Linked DNA regions of Zea mays: regions 1 and 3 are each linked to region 2. Evidence: chromatin contacts called from public Hi-C data. All regions are on one chromosome and are shown on one strand. The core of a region is the stretch at or near the end of the contact, and the rest is flanking DNA. Distances in the headings are between cores, read along the strand shown.

Region 1 (4,595 bases), core at 1,713-4,212, 480 kb after region 2:
AGCTGAGTGCCCGTACGTTGCAACGGAAGTACCAGTATACTACGATAACTTATATACAAAATGAGTGTTATATTGTTATGAGAAAATGTTTCATAATCAATTTGTGATCCTAGCCATACATAAATTTTATTATTTTAATTTAGTTGTTTCACCACTACAATGCAACCATCAGTATCATGCAGACTTCAATATATGTCACGATTTGTATGATCTCATCATTGTAGAGCACGTTCCACACATACCGGAAGAATTTTCCTCGTACATCGTTAGTCATCAGACACGCACCACCATACGCTCTTGCTTAAACAAAAGGTAAGTGTGTGTTTGCGAAGAGAATTAAAGGCAGATCAGCACAAAAGTTACCCTGACGGTGGCGAGGATGACGAACTGGTCACTGTTGTCGATCCTCCTCTATGTCACCTCTGGCGCCAAGATGACGCCACAATCCTCGATATAGTAGTCGTCGAACACGCGCGACATGACGAGTACCGATGACTCTTGATTGGGCTGCCAAACGATGTGCACCCCGGGCTCATCAACGAGGTAGTACCCCTGGTCGTTGCACCACCGGATGCGCTACTCCACTACATACATCATGTTCGAGGACACTCACACAACGTCAGCAACGTCTATCGTCCCAGCGCACAAGAATTCATATCCGGTCAGTAGCGACTTATGTGGCAGGTTGGACTTCAGGTGGACGATGAGCTGGACGGCGTGATGGCGTCGTCGTATGCGGTGTCCAGAACAACCCGAGAGTCGTCGACAACCATGAGGCCCCCCTGCTTAACGATGGACAGCGCGGTGCAGCTGCTCTGGACCGCGTCCAAGCGGTGGCTTCACAAGAGCTTATCGTACACAGCGATGCATACGACCACGTAGGACTGCTTCTAGAGGTCGAACTGACAGTCGCCAAGCTTCTTCTCGTCATCGACGAGCGATGCCAACGCGAGTGTCTCCTGCTAATGGTGTTTGTTCGGGGTTTCAAGTAAGAAACATGGATTCATGCTTGACGTTGGTTTATGAAAATGACTCACAAGTCTGATCCATGGAAAAAATGTTACGAAGAAAAAATGTCACGCATGCAAAAAAGAGAATTTAAGTATAATACATTATTCAAACAAAAGAAAATGCATGCAAAGCTCTTCTTTAAATAATATTACCTCCATCCGAAAATATAATTCAAGAATTTCGGTGATACTTATCTACTACTACACATTGTGTAAGGGTAGCAAGTGAGCTTGATGAGAGATGTAGTAGATGTGTTTCCTGTCATAGATGTAGACATAAACACACATGTGGTGTAGCGGTAGCTACTCTTGGCCTTTGCTTGAGAGGTCACGAGTTCAAATCCCCTTGAGGACATATGTGTTTTTTTAATTTTAGCTAGATGTGAATGGTGGCAGAACACGGGAATGGCAAACTACTGTTGCAGCCTTAATAAGTAGTAGAGATATGAGTAATGGGTATCTAGATTCAAATTGTTGTTTCAAATAAGTTACTACCGATGCAAGGGTACCTTAAAACGATCGACCCCCACCCACTTTAAGCATGTTCGTTTTAATGTCAATATATGTGGATTGGACGGGACTAGATAAGTTTAAATCCATAAAAACTCAAAATCTCAACTAGTTATTTGCATCCCCATCCAATTCATATGGGATGTAAATAATCGAATACGTCCTTAATGATAAAAGAACCAACAACAAAACCTCGATCATACCAAGTAATCTCCACCGGGGCACTTCGATCATGTCGGTCTTGATTTCGCTCATCTCGAACGATCTGATCTGGTCTCCGCGACCAAGTTGGGCCCGACCTCGGTCGCCTCAACAAATCCCGACCATAGTCCATACCGTGGTCGCATGGAGCAACTCCCGTTGTGAGGTAAATCAACCTAGGTCTTATAAACCTCAAAAGTCTCTTAGGCGCCACGGTCTAGAGGTACCATAGATCTCTATGCGGAGGTAACACATTGATGGTTCTCTGACCGTTCGACACATGCTTTTGATTAGGCGTGCGCCGAATGAAACGAACAATAAGAATGGCGCTTGAGACATTCGTGTCCAACCAACAAACTACTTAAAGGACATCCAGGATCAGATAGGCCATGACGGGCCTTGCCACAACCGTAAGACATCCAAGGGCCCAATATTGGTCAAAGCGTACGAGTAACTTTGAGTATAAATGACCGTTCTGTTATTTAATTTTAAAAAATTTAATAGTCACATACATCGATTTATCTTAAAGTGTATTTTGTTAAAAGCATAAATATTTTCATTTATATTTTGATAAAAAATACCGGGCAAAACTATATTTTAGATACCCTATAATTGTCCTAAATGACTTATAAATAGAACTAGAGCGAGTACGCATATTTTGATTTCCGTGCTGATTGTCCAAAGCGTCGCGTAGTAGTAAAAATAATAAAGTGTAAAAAAAAGAAGCATGTGGTAAATATGTTACAGTACACGTACCAAGTACAATAATGCATGTGGCAGGCACGCACAGGGGAATCGTCCTACGACGCCGATAGAGATCCAGTCCATTTTGACGCGGCAGCGCCCCACGTCCGTGCCGGGCCAGGCAAGCCGTACGGCAGAGCAGAGCAAAGCAGGCGCGCACGCATAGCCACTGCGTGGGTGTCAGTCAGGCCAGGCCAGACCAGAGGAGCCGCACTGCACGCGGTGGGGGGCAGCGGTACGACCACGAGTGGTAGTGGCGGTGGTACGTGTGCCCGACTGCCCGGTGCCCGCGACGCGCGATCGCTCTCGCTCCGGCCTGCCCGCCCCCACCAGTACAGTACCACCCGCGCCCCGTACGGCCTCCCCGTCCGTCCCCGTCGTGGGGGTGGGGCCGGCGCCGGCGGCACCACCACCCACCGCACCCGTCCGGGCCCGCCCCCGTGCCCGGTCGCTAATTACGCGCACCTGCCATCCGGCCGTCCACGCACACGGCGCACGCCACCAGGCCCCCGTCCGTCGCCGCGCCAGGACGCTTACCCACGCGGGAGGTCCTCTTCCTCGCCCGCTTTGCGCTGCTGCCTTCTCTCCGCTCGATTCCCCGCTGCCTCTCTCTCTAGTCTCTCTACACACGCCTTCCTCCCAGCGCCGCACCACACCATCAGGGCGGGCAGCACATTCCTCTCTCTCTCCCACTCCCACTTCTTCATCCTCCGCCGATTCCAGCACTACGCAGGTGGGCAGGGAAGGGATATTTTCTGCTCTGGCCCTATTTCTGGACGGCTGGGGAGGCGGCGAGGTGACGTGGACTGGCGCCGAAGACTTGCGTGAGAGGTAACTGGAATATTTCTCCTCAGCTGCTCGCTTCACCCCGGCGCCGCTCGTGTACCCTGCTGCCGCGCCGCTGATCGGGTTGACCTCATCTGCAGATCCCTGATCGGTTGCCGCGGCTGAGTTGGGAGGCCCGGAGACCTTGAGGAGCGATGCAGAGGGAGGTGGGGCCGCAGGTGGCCCCTCCGCTCTTCCTTCACCAGATCCAGCCGATGCCTCCCCACGCCGCCGCCGCCGCGAAGAAGCGCGGCCACCCGTGGCCCGCGGCCGGCGCCGCGGAGGCCGGCGCTGGGAACTGGAACCCCAGGCTGTGGGACTGGGACAGCCGCGCGCTCACCGCCAGGCCGTCCTCCGATGCGCTCCGCCTCGCCGGTGGCCAGCCCCAGCCGGCTGCTGAGGCGCAGCGCCAGGGGGCCGGCGCGCTGAACCTCCAGCTCGGCCTGCAGGAGGACTCCACGACCCCGATGGACGCCAGCCCGACGGCTCCCGCGGCGGCGGCGGCGGCGTCCCCGCCAGCTTCGGCTGCGGCGGGGCAGGAGCCGGTCGTTAGGCCGAGCAAGCGGGTGCGGTCTGGATCGCCGGGGGGCGCTGGGGGAGGGCCGGGCGGCGGTGGGACTGCCAACGGAGGCGCGAGCTACCCGATGTGCCAGGTGGATGACTGTCGAGCGGATCTGACCAGCGCCAAGGATTACCACCGGAGGCACAAGGTCTGCGAGACCCACAGCAAGACCACCAAGGCGGTCGTCGGCAACCAGGCTCAGCGCTTCTGCCAGCAGTGTAGTAGGTAAATAAATGACAGTAACTGCAGTAAACTGAGATTCGTTGTTGTGATGCTGCTGCTAGAGTGCTAGGAGTCTGTTTTTGTGATTTGATCGGTTGACATGGCTTGTGTGCGTGTGTGCTTGCTGGGCCAGAGGCATGTTTCTCTATCATGGCTTCATGGTGTCCGCTCTCGTCCGGCGATGGAGTGTAGGCTATGAGAGTTTTAGTTACTAATAAGCCGGTTCTTCTGATCAATCGTTTAGATTTCACCCACTCGCGGAGTTTGATGAGGGTAAGAGGAGCTGCCGGCGGAGGCTTGCTGGCCACAACCGGCGGAGAAGAAAATCCCAGCCAACAGATGTTGCTTCACAGTTGCTGCTACCTGTAAACCAAGAAAATGCAGCAAATAGAACACAAGATATTGTCAATCTAATTACAGTGATTGCGCGCTTGCAAGGTACTGACTACTAACACTCCATTCTCAACATGTTGTTTCAGGATTTTTGTGATTTTAACCAGTATAGTGGAATTTGTTGTCTG
Region 2 (4,850 bases), core at 2,221-4,720:
GACCCATACAACACAATGGTAGCGATCGAAGGCGATGCACCCGATAGTTCTCTTCAGAAGTGTAGAGTTGAGGAAACAGCAGCTTAATGTTCATCAGTCTCACAGTGAATCACGACGCGGTGTCTATTCGGTCGTGCTTTCTTTTGTTAGGCCGGGAGAAAAAGCAGAACTGAGCCCAGGTCTTCTTTGTCTTCATCGGTTGTGACCTTGTGGCTTTCTTGGCAACATATTCAGCCATGTATTGAACAGCGGCCTACGAAAGAAGAGAAAGGGACAAACAATAATGAACAAAACTCGCCACAGATGGTCACTAGCATATGTATAGTAAGTTCAAGAAAAGCAAAGAATATCACCTGAGCTCCCTTTAAAGCTACATCTCTTGGTGGCACTTGGAGAGGGTTCTCTTCTGCGCGGAGCACACGGAGACGCTGCAGGTTTCCAAAAGAATCAGGAAGCACCCTAATCTGATTGTTGCTTATATCCAACTCTTCCAGCATCTCAAGGTTGCCAATGGAACGAGGCAGGGATTGCAGGTCAGCGAAATTATTCCCGACGTTTAGTTTGATAAGAGAAGTGACGAAGCAGAAGTTCTCGGGAATAGACTCGAGCTCATTAAAACTTGCATCAACCTCCTTCAGCTTTGTGAGAGATGCCATTGTTGTTGGAAGGCCCCTAATAGTGTTGTATCGCACAGAGAGGACCTCCAGAGACTCTAGCTTTCCGACGGCCTCCGGGAGGGCCTTGAGGTGGTTGTATCCTACCCGCAGTTCCACCAGTGACACACAATTGCCGATAGTGTATGGCAGCTCATCAAGGTCGTTTGTCTCGGCGATCAACTTCTTCAGGCGTGTAAGGCTTCCTATTGAGTCGGGGAGTGAGGTAAGATGGTTTGCACTCACATCAAGCTCCTCAAGCTTCACCAGCCTACCAAGACTGGCCGGCAATGATGCAAGCTGATTGCCCCTAAGGTCGAGATATATCAGGTTGGAAAGATCCCCAATCGACTCGGGAAGCTGAGCAATTCTGTTAGCGTGAAGGTCAAGCTTGGCCAAAGAAGAAAGCATCCCAATTGCTTCCGGCAAGGCCAAGATCCGATTCTCCGAAATGTCAAGGGTGACAAGTCCAGTGAGCTTTCCAATTGAATCAGGGAGCCACTCGATCTGGTTCATGAGTTTGCCTTGCAGGTTGAGATCGCGAGCGCCTTTCTTTGCAGCCACTTCAATCATGCTAGCTAGCTTAATGAGGGTCAATTTCTGGTTGTCATCTCCTGCGAAAGCCAATCATGAAGCAAAGAATCAATAAATACATACATACTTCCAACGGCCAAGCAATTATCACAAATCAAGGACTAGTTGATAGCTAAGCAAATTCCATTTTGTCTCATACACAACACTCAGTGTTTTCTGATCGTCCGATTAATCGCGATTAATCGGCGATTAATCGACTGATCGTCATCACGCATCCGATAAGGAGTACCGACGCGATCAGGGCGATCAGAAACCTGATCGTCCGATTAGTCGACGACTAATCGCGATTAGTCGTCCGACTAGATCGCGGACGATCAGTTTGGCCTGCTTCGTTACTTCATTTCGGCCCACTCACTGCATGCATCTTCTGTGAACTGTGAAGCTGTCCCATTTCTTTCGTGCTACTTTTTCATTTTGGTTCTTTATATAACATATATAATGTGTGGCTGTGGCATGGTAAGAGAGCAGGCTACATTGAGCCAATGAGCCTTGTTAGTTTAGTAGCATAACAGTAGCAGACTATTTTATTTCTAGGGTCTTTGCCTTTAAGCCTATACCCATTATTTCTAGTGTTTAGCTAAAGTGCTGAACTGCTGAATCTGAATGCTGAATGCTGAATTTCTGATGCCTGGACCTCTGGTCGGTTTTCCCAGCCCTGGACGATCAGGAGCTCTGATCAACCGATCAGAAGCCGATTAATCGGACTGATCGTCCGATTAATCGCTCTAATCGCTCTGATCGGTCCTCTGGCGATCAGAAGCTGATCGCCGATCTGAAAACATTGCACAACAGAACAATGCATATGCTTCAAGTTTAACTCGGTAGAGCTCTAAATCGTAGCAGCAATTTACATGAAGGCGCATGTAAGCACTCCACTGAAATCACAAATTTGGAAACAGAGCAGTTGAAGGTAGAATGGGCTCACCATAGCCGCCGTCCACAGGAGTCGCCACGGAGTTTGCAGAAACTGCTCCTCGCGGCATATGGGAGCTCGACGCCACAACCCTGTCGTCCCACACTGCGGCCTTGGCCTTCTTGACGTAGCTGTCGTCCATGGAGACGCGCCCCATGCCGGTCACCATCCTCGGCGCGCTGAACCCATTAGGTTCCATCGACGAGTAGCGGTGAGCGCCGCTGTCAGCGGCCACCGCCGATGACGACGCGGCTGCGAAGGAAGACGAGGCGGCAGCGGTGGTCGCAGCGGCGACGCGGGGCGCGGCGCGGGTGGAGCTGGAGCCGGAGCTGGACGGCACGCACTGCGACGCGCGCTGGATGAGGTCGTCGAAGAGGCCGTGGAGCGCGTCGAGCTCGAGGAGGCGCGCGGCGTCGCGCTTCTGCTCGCGGCAGTGGAAGGCGGCGAGCGCGCGGTGCATCTCGAGGGCGACGCCGAAGAGCTCGTCGGGCACGGCGGGCGGCCTGCGCAAGCGCGCGGCGGCGTCGAGGCGCGCCCGCTCCTCGCGGTCGGCGGCGCGCACCAGCGCCTCGGCGGCCTCCGCCTCCTCCGGCGCCGGGCGCGCCGGCAGGGCGCGGTGCAGCCGCATGATCTCGCCCACCACGCCGTCCACCGACCCGAAGGCCGCCGCGTCGAGCGCGGTCCCCATCCCGGCGGCTCAGGAACAGCCCAGATCTCCGCGCCTCGGTCCCTTCCCACGCGACGGTACGGTACGGGCAGTCGGGATCCTCCTTATGTAAGCCTCGGCGCGCGGGCCTCGCCGCTGCGCTTTCCCGCGCCCGTCGTCGCCATCGCCAACCGCTCGTCACGTGGCGCCCGTGGCGCCCCGCCTCGGATGCCGCCCCCCCTTTCCGGATAAGAACCGGAACCACCAGAGCCCAGGTGTGCGGCGCCGGATCACAGCTCGGCGCGCCCGCCGGGCCGAAGGAGATAAAAAGGCAGCTTTTTTTTTCTCGGCGGCGGTGGCCCGATCCAACAGCGCGGGGTGGACGGACGGGGCGGCTCGGACACCGCCGAATTGCCGGTCCGGTGGGGAGGAGGTGGGATTGGGAGGGGTGGTTCGCCCACGGGCACGGCTCACCGAGGTAGGTAGGTCTGCCGCAATGCGCAGGGGGCGGACCGATCGCGCGGGTGGGCGGGGGCGGTGGCCGCCGTGGGTGGTTCCTGGTGCGTGCCTGGCCCTGGTCTCGGGATGGGGAAATGGGAAATGGATTGATCAGCGGGCTCGGCGCTTGGGGTCACGTAGGTAGAAATGAAGCCGGGAGGCCTGCTCGGGCAAGGGAAGAGACAGACAGAGAGGGTGATGTGATGTGCTGTCCCTGTCCAGTGACGTCCAGTATCGTCGCTGCTCGGCTACCGCCTTCGTTCGCCCGTGGGACGGGATACCGTAGGGGGGCGTTTGGTTGCCTTCTCCGGTGGTGCAGCTGCATCTATGCAAAAAGTATTGTTTGTTTGGTTCGTTGTATCGCACGAGACAGGCTAGCACGGAACTTAAAGCGCCGCGAGCCAGGCCCGGCAGAAACACATCGCGCGGCCGCACGCGCGCGGCCAGGCTCCGCTCAGCCAGCTCTTTACTCGTGCACGCATATCGAGACACGTTTTTAATTGGTTTTTTCATTATATCGTCTAATTAAAAGATTTAATCACCGAACCGATTTCATATCCGCGTTCCTGACATTTTTGCGAACGAAACTAGACCACTCATACTATATATATTTCAAATAAAAAAATTACGTGATTAAGATTAATATATAATTAGTGTATATTAACATGTAATTAGTATCTATTAAGCAATTTACCATATAATTAGTGTCTATTAATAGATTTTTTAATTTATTTAACAATTTTTTTAACTCATGCACCATGTACTCATGCAAGCAACCAAACAACATCTCTTGTGAACCAGACTGGCCACATACACACAACCAAACACGCTATACTGCATGCACTCAGCCAGTCCAGTCTGAGCCAGGCTCACTAGATACGAGTCAGGCTCACCCATACAAGTAACCAAACGCCCCCTAGTTGTAGATCTGGTGGCGATTGGCGTCTCTATGCTACTAGTAGAACTGTAGAAGTATAGCTTGCATGAATCGCACGTTGTTTAACGGCGTCCGAGGAACAAGATACCACCAGGTTTCATGCGCTGCCCGGTGGTTGATTAATTAATTAATTAATTAATTAAATTCTCCCTGCACTGTCATTTGTCAAGGTAAAAGTGGGGTGAGTGATTAGTTAGTTAGTTAGTTAGTTAGTTAATAACCATCTATCGACGACACCTTCCTCCGTCGAGTCCTAGTGTCCGGAGAGAATCTCTCGACTCGACGAAGCTTGAGCTCTGAGTGGATCGGAGTTCATCGGTGTCTCGGTGATGACCCTGCTGCACCACCGCTAGGTAATTCGAGGCCTTTTGATCCTGCCCTGGCAAAGGCGAAGGGCCGCGGGCCGGACCAGCAAGGCAGCGGGTCCACGTGCGAGCGGAAGCCTCCTCGAACCGCTGTCCGGCAGCGGCGCATGGGCCAGCCAGCCACCGCTCCACCGCTGGGCTGGCCAGCAGCACGTCGGCGCGCGCCCACGGGTTATCCCTCGGCACGCGCCATGTGGGTCCGACGACGCGTCCGGCCCACATGGCAGACACACCACCATGGTGC
Region 3 (4,269 bases), core at 1,194-3,693, 260 kb after region 2:
ATAATATTTCTATTTCACCTCCCATTCATTATACAGTCATAATATCTAGGACCTCCACAACTAAGAGTTTGTGATAAAATTTCCGTTTCACCGAGAAGGATGATTATCAGTTTCCATTTCCACTGTCCATAGGGGCACAGACCTCATATGTTACAGTTCCGCCTGATGTAGCAGTCTGACGAAGCGTCACATTTGATATGGCACCGTTTGCTGAGAGAACACAGACTGCACGCGGTCCGTGCTGAGAAAACGACATGATCTTTGATGACACGTCCTGAAAAGAAGCGCGTGTTTTGTTATGTTTCGGAGAAAACTACCGATAAATAAATCATGAACCTTGAAGTTTGCTTTCAATAACAGAATAACAGTCACAACAGGTACAGAACTAAACACCTTAACACTGAAATAAAAAGTGCCGCTGATTAGCAAAGCTACAGCAACTGAAGTTATTTGACACCAAACATCATGTAATGGAAGGTACTGGCACGAAGATTAAACAATAGTGCTAAAAAGTGGCAAGCATATGCACAAGCCAAAACTGGGAGGGCTTGAAATGTTCCAAACAATGAAGAGGAGAATAAAAGAGGTTGCATAGTGGGAACGTTATTATAGAAAAGTAGAGCAAAAAAAGAAAGTCCAAAAGAATGTAAACAAGTGCAAAGAATCCAGGAAGAATAAAAGCAAGAACATATTCTGACAATAAAAAAAGAAACAGTCAACATGTTCAAATGCAAGATAGCGTGTTATACCTCCCCAGCTTGAACTGTGATAACATGAGGTGTAAATCCAGCTCCTGACGATCCTGCAAGATGATTTCAGGTTAGGGCTAGTTATGCTGATATCATCAACAGAAAAATTAGTCGATGTACATCAGCTTTGCAGAACTTAGAATAACTACCAGCATGTTACATAATTCAGCAGAGAAAAAAGCACATGCCACCACTCTTGAAAAGAAAACGTGGTAAATTGTACACTGAAATAACTGAGGACAAACAAATCCATCCACAATTTATAGTTTTGCACAGTTAACTAATTAAAGCTAGAAGGGTGTACATATTTCGGCACACATGAAGCAGATTCAAATTCTAACAAAGACAATGGCACTTGAGCCAGTGCAATCTCAATAACAACTGACACATATACTTCGCCAGTTCCTACTCATTTTGAGTCTACAGACCATACCAAAACCTTAAAATCAGTGTAAATGATAGCAGTAGAAATTTTACCAGCAGCATCCATGCGCGGCTTGTTGGTAGAACCCTTAGGCCGGCCCCGCTTCTTGAACCCGTCCGGCGAGGCTACCAACAGAGAGTTCGTCAGATTTGACCCAGCCGGTGAGAACGGCCCAGAAGAACCCTGCCCTGTCGTCGGCGACCCCGTAGCCGCCGACACAGGCACCAATGCCAGCGCCATGGACCCGTCGGGCCCATACTTCCTTGGTCGCCCGCGCTTCTTCTTGGGCACCGGCTCCCCCATGCTCGGCGCAGCTGCCGCGCCATTGCCTCCAATGATTGTCGCCGCGGACATGCTAGCGCCGTGGGCTGCACCCTGCGGCTGGTAAGACGGCGTCGCGGCCGAGGATCTCATCGGAGCGAACACAGCGGTGCCGTCCGAGGTGTACGCCATGCGCACGCTCTGCATGGCGGCGGACGCCGGCGGCCCGGAAACCGGCGCCGGCGGGCTCTTTGGCATACCGAATAGATCCCTCCCCGCCATCAGCCCTTGCTCGGACCTCACCTCCATGGCGGACCACCACCCGTTTCTTGGACTATAACTCAAATCTGCAATCTTTAGCCACTGGAGAGAGCTCACGAGCGCTTAAGTGAGATCAGGATTAGGGATTGCGAACCTGCGAAAAACCCATAAACCGCTAAGTACGAGATCTTTCACGCGACAAGCACACAGTTTTACGGTACATGAAAATTTCTCGAAGAAATGGAAGGTGGAAATAAGTAGAAACGAAAAGAAAAGCAAATTACTGGCGGAAATGGGAGATAAAAGAAATGGGCCAAAGAAATGGTAAAAGGTCCAAGAAAAGGTAGGTTTAAAGCCAATAAAGCACAGAAGCTGCAGATCCCCACTTTTGTCCGGATTTCGCAGGGGGGGATACCGAACAGATCACCATAATTTCGGACCCAACAGTTGCGGAATAAAGAGAAAAGAACAATAAGTCGAAGAGGGTAAGCAAAATTCCAGACCGGAAGCCATGAGCTAGGAGAAGGCATCACACTAGCGCCACAGACTCACGCCAGGAGATGAACAGATTACAATAAGGGAGATTTCAGCTAACCTAGAACTCATGGTTTCTTGATAATGGCCTCCAATTTATGTCTCCCTTTTCCTCTTTTCCTCACCTCTCCGGTTCACACGGGCTCTTTCGTTTTCGCAATTAACAAAAAAGATTCTGTCGCGGAAAAAGGAAAAAATAAAAAGCAGGTAAGTAAAGCACGCCAAAATTGCTGTAGCAGATAAGAAGGGAAGAGAAGTAGATGGATCACGGAGGCGGCGGTCTACCTCATTTGACCCCAACGCTTGTGCTATTTACTTTGAGATCCCTCTGCCTATTATCCTTTAGAGCAGATTAGTAAAAAAATTAGCCAAATTTAATTTAGCTAGTGTCTAAAATAGATTTTATAAACAAATAGATTATTTCAACGGACTATATAAATTTATAACTTTGTATGACGAGTGCAGCAGGCTATTGAATAATAAAAAACGAATGTATAGTGACGTAGAGCTACTAAATTTGGAGAGTCATTTACAAGTCTATTGGAGACAATTTTCTTCTAATAATAACCAAATTTAACTTTACAAAACGATCTGGCTAGTCTCTTAGAGTTGCTCTTAGGGCATTTATAACCTCATTTAGGGCTTGTTCAGTTTAAAGTGGATTGAAAGGGATTGGAGGGGATTAAATCCCCTCCCACAAATTTGTATAGAATGGGATTAAATCCCCTTCAGTCTCCCTCAATCCACCCCTAACCGAATAAGCCCTCAATATGAGACCATTTGAGTGGTCTTTAGGCATGTCCAATGGTGTTTAATATAGAGGCTCTTGAAGTGTCTAAAGGGTGTATTTGAAAAAAAATCGTGGAGTCGTCGCTCCGTGAAGAGACATCTCTGGCTTGTGACCTAAGTAGTAACAAACACCTTCACTTCCCTTGTACAGATAAGTCGTATGTTATATCGATCTGATGCTATACAGACGCATTCACTTCTACATTTATTAATAGACAACATTTATAGACACTCCATTGTATAATAGTATCTTAGTTGTCTCTTATGCTTGGAGAACCATTTTGATGTCTCTCCACTATACATGCCTTAGAGAAATAAATATAACAAGAGACGACTTTCTCTATATATTATTTCTTAACTACATTTATGATCTAAAGTCTCTGAATTATATCATGGAATCTCTTGGTTGTCTCTTGTACATTTAAAACCAATCCAAGGGCTAAGGATTGTACATGCCCTTATGGGCTTGTTTGGCTCTAATAAAGGCCTCTTTAAATGGCTCTAGCTAATTTTAACAGCTAATTATTAGCTATAGTGCATTCAAACAGGGCCTAAGTCTCCACTTCTGCTTAAATCTAATTGAATTGCTTTTTAGTGTTTAGTTTAGAGCTAGTACTATTTCATATTATTTGGATACCCTCCAAGTGTTAAAGCTAATTGAATTGCTTTTTAGTGTTTAGTTTAGAGCTAGTACTAGTTCATATTATTTGGATACCCTCCAAGTGTCTAAAATCGAACATTTGGGTTGCTTCATAAGTCTGGTAAATTTGTTCGAGTAGAAAACAAGCATGACATGTCTACATGATTTATGTTCTTTTTCTTTGTTTGGTTTACACAGGAGGTTGGCTGATTTACCTAAGCAACATATATTTGATTGATCATTATCAACCCTATTTTAGTTTAAGAGAGAGCTTGCTCTGCCGCACTTCTAGATTTAGGTAGCTAAATGTGTGGTATTGTTTAGGCTATCTTCAGCAGATCGTGCATATAGTCGTGCAAAACACGATTTGCACTATAGATTACATTGTTCATAGAGTGAAGTTTAAAATAGAACATGGAATAAGAGATAGGATGGGTAACCTGCTAGAGACATCCTTACTGTCTTGGGGTAATGCCAGTTGTTGCCAAAGTGTTGCGCTTGTTATGCTCATCACACTTTTGGAGTAGCCAAGGTTGAGGTGTGTTATGATTCAATTTAAACCAACTATATCCTAATGGGTAGATACCAAGCCAGACTCAGTAAGAGGACCA

Evidence for each region. A called contact is a pair of places that touch in the nucleus more often than the background predicts.
Region 1: a contact with region 2 is called in a Hi-C map of endosperm, with 2.9 times the contacts expected there. The contact joins the promoter of sbp16 here to the promoter of LOC100274964 in region 2. A contact is called at or near these places in 2 of 25 Hi-C or Micro-C datasets (ear and endosperm).
Region 3: a contact with region 2 is called in a Hi-C map of ear, with 3 times the contacts expected there. The contact joins the promoter of LOC100283344 here to the promoter of LOC100274964 in region 2. A contact is called at or near these places in 5 of 25 Hi-C or Micro-C datasets (ear, leaf and tassel).

The regions. Positions count from the first base shown.
Region 1 is chr1:193,775,770-193,780,364 of Zm-B73-REFERENCE-NAM-5.0, forward strand. sbp16 (SBP-transcription factor16) reads left to right here and starts at 2,963. Exons shown (of 11, transcript NM_001350289.1): 1 at 2,963-3,296; 2 at 3,392-4,077; 3 at 4,319-4,512. The coding sequence starts at 3,446.
Region 2 is chr1:193,293,682-193,298,531 of Zm-B73-REFERENCE-NAM-5.0, forward strand. It overlaps LOC100274964 (Plant intracellular Ras-group-related LRR protein 4), which reads right to left and starts at 3,471. Exons shown (of 3, transcript XM_008670882.4): 1 at 2,173-3,471; 2 at 354-1,267; 3 at 1-253. The coding sequence starts at 2,848. The coding sequence ends at 110.
Region 3 is chr1:193,551,172-193,555,440 of Zm-B73-REFERENCE-NAM-5.0, forward strand. LOC100283344 reads right to left here and starts at 2,444. Exons shown (of 6, transcript NM_001371933.1): 1 at 2,291-2,444; 2 at 1,227-1,849; 3 at 750-802; 4 at 143-274. The coding sequence starts at 1,743.